Linked DNA regions of Sus scrofa: region 1 is linked to region 2. Evidence: chromatin contacts called from public HiChIP or PLAC-seq data. All regions are on one chromosome and are shown on one strand. Each heading gives the region's core, a stretch centred on a gene start, on an enhancer-like site or on the middle of the called end of the contact. The rest is flanking DNA. Distances are from core to core; before and after follow the strand shown. Region 1 holds the start of TLCD2 (TLC domain-containing protein 2). Region 2 holds the start of SCARF1 (scavenger receptor class F member 1).

Region 1 (3,287 bases), core at 563-3,062, 58 kb before region 2:
TGATTCAAACTCAGGCCCATCTCACTCTATAAGCAATGTTCTTCATACTCCTTGGCCATGCACTACTATTTTTTCACCTGGGAAATGAGGTGTCCCTTGACAATCTTGTATTCCCGACATTGGTCTGAGAACCAGAGACCAGAGGATGGATAATTTGGACAGGTGGTACGGCCTGCCTCTTAGTACCAATAAAATTGGGTCCTTGTAGTCTTTGCTCTGGTCTCAGTTTACCTAGCTAGACCAAGCAGGCATTACTTTTTCTTCAAGTTTGTGTGTGCCCTGCCCTCTAGTGGTTCTGGCTTGCAATGCAACAATGACCTTGAGTGTAATTAACCTTACCTCTCAAGACAGTTCTTTCCTTCTCTTAAATAGGGATGTCCTGGCAATACTGGGCACTGGTGTACTAAGATTTCTGAGGCACTGACACCTTCCTCAATCTGAGCCCTAAAACCATGGTTTTCCAAATGTATGATGTACTTCTGATTGAGACCCTGGAATCTGAATTTTTAACAAGCAACAGAATTAAGCAGGTAATTTCCAAGCTGCATCTTGCAATAGAATGCTCTGTGCAGCTCTATTCTCAAATGCTTCCTGAATCCCAACCCACTACCCTTAGGTTTTGGGGAATCTGGTACCAAATTAGCCACTCCCCTTTGCCAATCTCAGTATTGAGTTTCTTGGAGTTCATGGCTTGGATGGTCAGGGAGCGAGGCTGCAGAGCCCCAGCAGTCAGCCTGTGTTGAATGTTAGCTCTTGCTGCTGATCTGGAAGAAAAGTGAAGGAGGCTGGAATTCCCTCCTGCTGCAGAGGAAACGAATCCTCCTAGTATCCAGACAGGGGGTTGATCCCGGGTCTCGCTCAGTGGGTTAAGGATCTGGTGTTGCCATAAGCTGTGGTGTAGGTCGCAGATGTGGCTAAACATTAGTGCACCAACTGTGGGCCAGGTATTGTAGTAAGTGTTTTCAAACATACTTCTTTTGGAGTTCCCCTTGTGGCCCAGTGGAAAAGAATATGACTAGTAACCATGAGGTTGTGGGTTCAATCCCTGGCCTTGATCAGCGGGTTAAGTACTTCCATAAGCAGCAAGTTCGGCCCTAAAAAAAAAAAAAAAAAGCAAACATACTTCTATTTATTTATTTATGGCAATGCCCATGGCATGCAGAAGTTCCCCAGCCTGGAATCAAACCTGACCAAAGCAGTGACCTGAGCCACAGCAGGGATAATGCTGAATCCTTAACTACTAGGCCACCAGGGAACTCCAAACATATTCCTTTTTAAATCCCTACAATAAGCCATGCACTTATTATACATTCTATATTTTTGGGGGGTCTTTTAAAAAAAATTTTTTTTTGTCTTTTTAGGGCCGCACCCATGGCACATGGAGGTTCCCGGGCTAGTGGTCTAGTCAGAGCTACAGCTGCCAGCCTACACCAGAGCCACAGCAATGCCAGATCCGAGCCGCGTCTGCGACCTACACCACAGGTCATGGCAATGCCTAATCCTTCACCCATTGATCAAGGCCAGGGATTGAACTCACAACCTCTTGGTTCCTAGTCAGATTTGTTTTTGCTGTGCCACAACGGGAACTCCTACATTCTATTTTGTAAATGAAAAAAATGAGGCTTAAAGATGTTAAGCATCTTCATCAAACTCAGAGCTAGTAAGGGAGTTCCCATTGTGACTTAGCAGGTTAAGAACCCAACTAGTATCCATGAGGATGTGGATTCGATCCCAGGCCTCGCTCGGTGGGTTAAGGATCCAGCACTGCTGCAAGCTGCAGTGTAGGTTGCAGATGGGGCCCAAATCTGGGGTTGCTGTGGCTGTGGCCCCAGCTGCAGCTCAGATTTGACGCCTAGCCTAGGAACTTTCATATGTCACAGATGTGGCCCTAAAAAAAAAAATCAAAAACCTCACATCTGGTAAGAGCTTGCATTTGAATACAAGTTTGTCTAACTCAATGATTCTCAACTGGGGGCGCTTTTGGCCTCCAGGGGACATTTGGTAATGTCTGCAGACAGTTTTGATTGTCATAAGTAAGGTGTGTGTGTGTGTGTGTGCTGATAGCATCTAATTTGGCTGGGGATGCTGGCAAAAAAGCTGCTATGTACAGGACAGCTTCCGCAAGAAACTATCCAGTCCCAATGTCAATAGTGCTGTGACTGAGAAATCCTGGACTTGAAGCCTGTGCTTTTGCCCTATAGGGAGGGAGGGTGGGGGCATGAAAAGTTAGAACGAGATGGGAAAGGGCCTCCTCCAAGGGGTGAAAAGGGAATGGGGCTTCTATGCTAAGGATAGTGGAGAACAGGGCCAGCTGGTGAGATTTCTTTCTTCCAGGCTTGGCCAAGACCCTGCTCAGCTTCTCCCAACCTTGCCAATTCAGTCCTGGGACTTCACACTAAGCTTGTCCTGGAGTGACCCTGACTCCCAGCTCCAGGCTGGGGCAAAATATTGACCTGGGTCTTCGGGCAGGACTTCCCAGCCAAAGCCCCTGATCCCTGGGGCCATTGCGTGCCACCTGCAGCCCTTGGGCAGCTACACATTAACACCTTTGCAATGAAGGGGTGAAAGTGTTAAAAATGGAGCAGGGCCAGGCCGTGTCTAAGGAGTTAGAAGTGGAGTAACAGGTAAAGCCAGGAGGATCCCGTAGCAAAACCCTGTCTGGAGAGGAAATGGAGCAGGGAGGAGGAGACAGCTTGACCCTGAGGAGGCTTGTTTCCATAACCATTCATCTCTAGGCTTGGTCCTCAGCTTCACTGAACCTTCCCCAGTACCTCTTCCTGGAGCACCTACATACCCCGCCAGCCACCATTCTGGGCCTCCCCAGTAGTGGCCTCCCTATGAGACTGGGGAGGACGGGTCTGAGCTGACTTTGCTGACAGGAAATACCTCTCCTTCCAAGCTCAGAGCCTCTGAAGAACTAACCAGCAGCTTGGGGGAGGGAGGAAGGAGAGGGCGGAGGAGGAAGACAGTCTTGGAGAGGGAAGAGGGAAGAACGTACAAGCAGGTCCTCCATATTTGGGGTTCCATCTCTTTTCTTCCCTCACCCCATGAGGGGGTGGGGATAAGGGGATAGAGGAGGGCAGAACTGGAGGAGGATGTGGTAACAGCTGATTCGTCCCCGGAGGTCAGACTTTCCAACAATCAGCTGTTACTGGGGTGGAAGGCAGGAAGTTTCCTTAAAGGCACAATGTTCTGAACACAGGTTCAGAATTCTGGAGCTCCTAGGAACCATAGCGGTCCCGTGGCAGAGCCCTTGTTGTCATCCTCCATTGGGAGCTTACAGAAAA
Region 2 (3,255 bases), core at 94-2,593:
TAGAACCCAGACGGTGGCCTGAGCTCTGACTCTGTCCCCATCCCTCCTCAGCTTCACACCAGGCTCCTGCACCCTGACAGCCTACAAGCTGACCCCCAGTGGCTATGAGTGGGGCCGCCAGAACACAGACAAGGGCAACAACCCCAAGGGCTACCTACCGTCGCACTACGAGAGGGTCCAGATGCTACTGTCAGACCGCTTCCTTGGCTTCTTTATGGTCCCTGCCCAGTCCTCATGGAACTACAACTTTATGGGTATGTGGGGCATTGCAGGCGGGGAGCGGGGCTGGAAGTGAGGCTGGGGTTAGGCCACCACCCTTAGTCCTTAGGGCCAGACTCTGGTTTGGAGATGGCCCAGGCTGGATGAGGCAGGTGGACCTTGTCCACATGAGACATTTCCTTCTACTCCAAGGTGTCCGGCATGATCCCAACATGAAGTATGAGCTGCAGCTGGCAAACCCCAAAGAGTTCTACCACGAGGTGCACCGACCTTCCCACTTCCTCAACTTCGCTCTCCTGCAGGAGGGTGAGGTCTACTCTGCGGACCGAGAGGACCTCTATGCCTAGCTGTCCCCTCACCCCCTGCTTCAGACTCCCCTAAGGCTAGAGCGTTTTACCCCCACAGACAAGCTGGTGACATTCAGCAGCTTGGCCCCTTTTTCCTCTATTTGTGCTTATTATGTTGTTGATCTCCTGTGACTTGTAATTCTGAACAAAGTATAATAATAAATTTTGTATAAATAGGGGTTTTTGAGGTTTTTTTTTTTTTACCCTGAGCTCAAATTCTGGATGTAGGGATAATAGGCAGGACTTGTTGACAGCAGGGCGTGGGACTGGTTCTTGAGGCCCGCTGTTCAGGGAGCTGTGGGGGTAAGTATCCTCTAGACTCAGAACTAAAGGGGACTTGGACCGTCACACTGTTGCCACCATGACCACACAGGCCGATGTCCCTTCAAAATACTTGCAAACCCTCACCCCTTTTCAACATCTCTTGAGCAGTTGCTGCTGTTTTGAGTGTATAAGCTCCTGGCTTGTCCTCTGCCACTGTGGTATCCAGCCTAGCCCCTTAAGGCTTTGCGTCACTCTCAGTCCATCTTGGAAACAGGCACGGGGCTGGACAGTTGGCTGGCACTGCTGAGGCAGTGACAACCCTCCTACCTCTCACCTCCTCCTGTTGAGCTGGCGGCCAAGTCAGGCCCAGTGACTCCAGACACAGGGGTGGAGCCTGGCTTGGGCACTGCGGGGAGGGCTTGACAAAAGTGACCACTTAGAGCCCTGAGCCTCAGCTCCAGGCCGCCTGGCTGGAAGTTGGCTGTCCTGCTTCCTGTGACCTTGGGGGCTTGAACAGGACTGGGCCCAGGGCACAGAGACTCCCTTGCCAGGCCTTTTCCCTTAGTTGCTCCTCCCTTGTCACTTCTACTCCGCCCTCTACTGCCCTAAACTGCTTCCTGGGCCGGGACTTTGTTTTTTTCCTGCCCTAGTTGGGGGCGTGGGGAGGGTGTCGCAGCCCCAGTCGCCTTGGGAGACATGGAGCCCAGGAGGGTGGCTCCTGGGGCGCACGACTGGGGGCCTCGGGTGGACGCGGGGTCCGGGACGGCCGCGGAGCTCGTGTACCACCTAGCGGGGGCCCTGGGCACTGAGCTGAAGGAGCTGGCGCGCCGCTTCGGGCCGGAGGCTGCGGCCGGGCTCGTGCCGCTCGTGGTGAGGGCGCTGGAGCTTCTGGAAAAGGCGGCCGTCGGGCCCGCCCCAGACTCGGTGAGTCACGGCCAGCTCCCCTCGCCACCCGAGGGGTCGGCGGGGCCTGACCCTGAGAGCCTGGCCTCCCCCAGCTGCAGGTATCGGCGCAGCAGGCCGAACTGGAGCTGCGGCGGCTGCGGGAGGAGAACGAGCGCCTCCGTATAGAGTTGCGCTCTGGGCCACAGGGTGAGTACGGACGCGCCGGGATCGGGGCACGGCGGGGCGGCTCCGCTGAGGGCCACACCTAAGAACGCCCCTTCCTCAGAAGAGCGCGCTCTGCTGCGGCAGCTCAAGGAGGTGACCGACCGCCAGAGAGACGAACTCCGAGCTCACAACCGTGACTTGCTGCAGCGCAGCCAGGAGACCGAGGCGGTGAGGGCGGGGCGGGGCCGACTACGGGAGGCGGGGCTCTCCCGGCCCCCGTCGCCCCGCCCACCAGCCACCGCCTTTGCTCCGCCCACAGTTGCAGGAGCAGCTGCAGCGCCTCCTGCTGGTGAATGCGGAGTTGCGGCACAAGCTGGCCGCCGTGGAAACCCAGCTGCGCGCCGCGCGGGACCGCGAGAGCGAGCGAGAGCTGCAGCGCGAAGCGGCCGTGGGGCCGCCTCCAGAGCGGGCGCGGGGCCAGGCCGGAGGTCCCGTGGGTGAGCAGGGTCAAGAGCCCGAGCGGGGGGCCCCCGACGCCGGAACCCAGGGGACCCCTGAGAACCCGGTGAGTGCCATAGGTGGTCAGGGACTCGTGGGCGCTCGGGAAAGGTTTGCTGTGCTGCGTAGCCGGGCCACCGGGAAATTGGAAGGCGGTACGAGCCAGAGCACTGGTCTGGCATCCCTTGGAGTGCCCTGGCCTCTCAAGTCTCCCAGCGGGTCGCGGGGGGCACATCAGCTCCAGCCGCGGCGCCCCCACACCTGTCTTTCCGCAGACGGACGCCCCGCCGCAGCCAGGGCGCCCCCCCAAGGTGGGGCAGTGCAGCTTCAGTCGAGCGGAGGTTGAGCAGATCCTTCAGGAGCGGAATGAGCTCAAAGCCAACGTGTTTCTGCTGAAGGAGGAGTTGGCCTACTTCCAGCGGTAAGGGCGCTGGACGGGGCTGGAGGCTGGGACACCACTCACACCCGCTCCTGATCTGCCTTTTTTTGTTTTTTGGCCACACCCTCAGGATGTGTAAGTACCCGGGCCAGGGATCAACCCGCGCCACAGCAGCGACCCAGGCCACTGCAGTGACAACGGCCGGATCCTTAACCCACTGCCACAGGGAGCTCCCACTTGCCTCATTCTTTGGGTCATTGCTGTATCCACGGGGTCGTGTGCAGGGCACTGTGCGGGCCCTGGAGGACAGAAATCACACAGCTCCTGCCCTCCGGGAACTTCATGCACGGACGGGAGGGCCAGTGCAGAGGGTCAGAGCAGCTACAGCAGCGTGAAGGAACTGCTCCTAGGAAGGGTGACACCTAGGCTAAGGTCTGCGGGGTTAGCAAGGCAGAGTGTCCCCAGAAGGGAGAACAGCGGGCACGGGTGCTTGGGACG

The links. HiChIP or PLAC-seq counts read pairs in DNA pulled down with a chosen protein or histone mark.
Region 1: an H3K27ac HiChIP or PLAC-seq map of skeletal muscle shows a contact between it and region 2. The contact joins the promoter of TLCD2 here to the promoter of SCARF1 in region 2. A contact is called at or near these places in 1 of 5 promoter capture datasets (liver), 6 of 47 Hi-C or Micro-C datasets (embryonic fibroblasts, liver, mesenteric adipose tissue and 2 more) and 2 of 2 datasets of contacts at active chromatin or transcription factors (alveolar macrophages and skeletal muscle).

What each region holds. Positions count from the first base shown.
Region 1 is chr12:47,916,782-47,920,068 of Sscrofa11.1, reverse strand. TLCD2 (TLC domain-containing protein 2) reads left to right here and starts at 1,812. Exons shown (of 5, transcript XM_021067585.1): 1 at 1,812-3,287.
Region 2 is chr12:47,858,531-47,861,785 of Sscrofa11.1, reverse strand. SCARF1 (scavenger receptor class F member 1) reads left to right here and starts at 1,343. Exons shown (of 17, transcript XM_003358192.4): 1 at 1,343-1,754; 2 at 1,829-1,922; 3 at 2,002-2,108; 4 at 2,200-2,799. RILP (rab-interacting lysosomal protein) reads left to right here and starts at 1,357. Exons shown (of 17, transcript XM_013990001.2): 1 at 1,357-1,754; 2 at 1,829-1,922; 3 at 2,002-2,108; 4 at 2,200-2,445; 5 at 2,654-2,799. The coding sequence starts at 1,527. PRPF8 (pre-mRNA-processing-splicing factor 8) reads left to right here. Exons shown (of 43, transcript XM_021067568.1): 42 at 52-254; 43 at 412-745. The coding sequence ends at 566.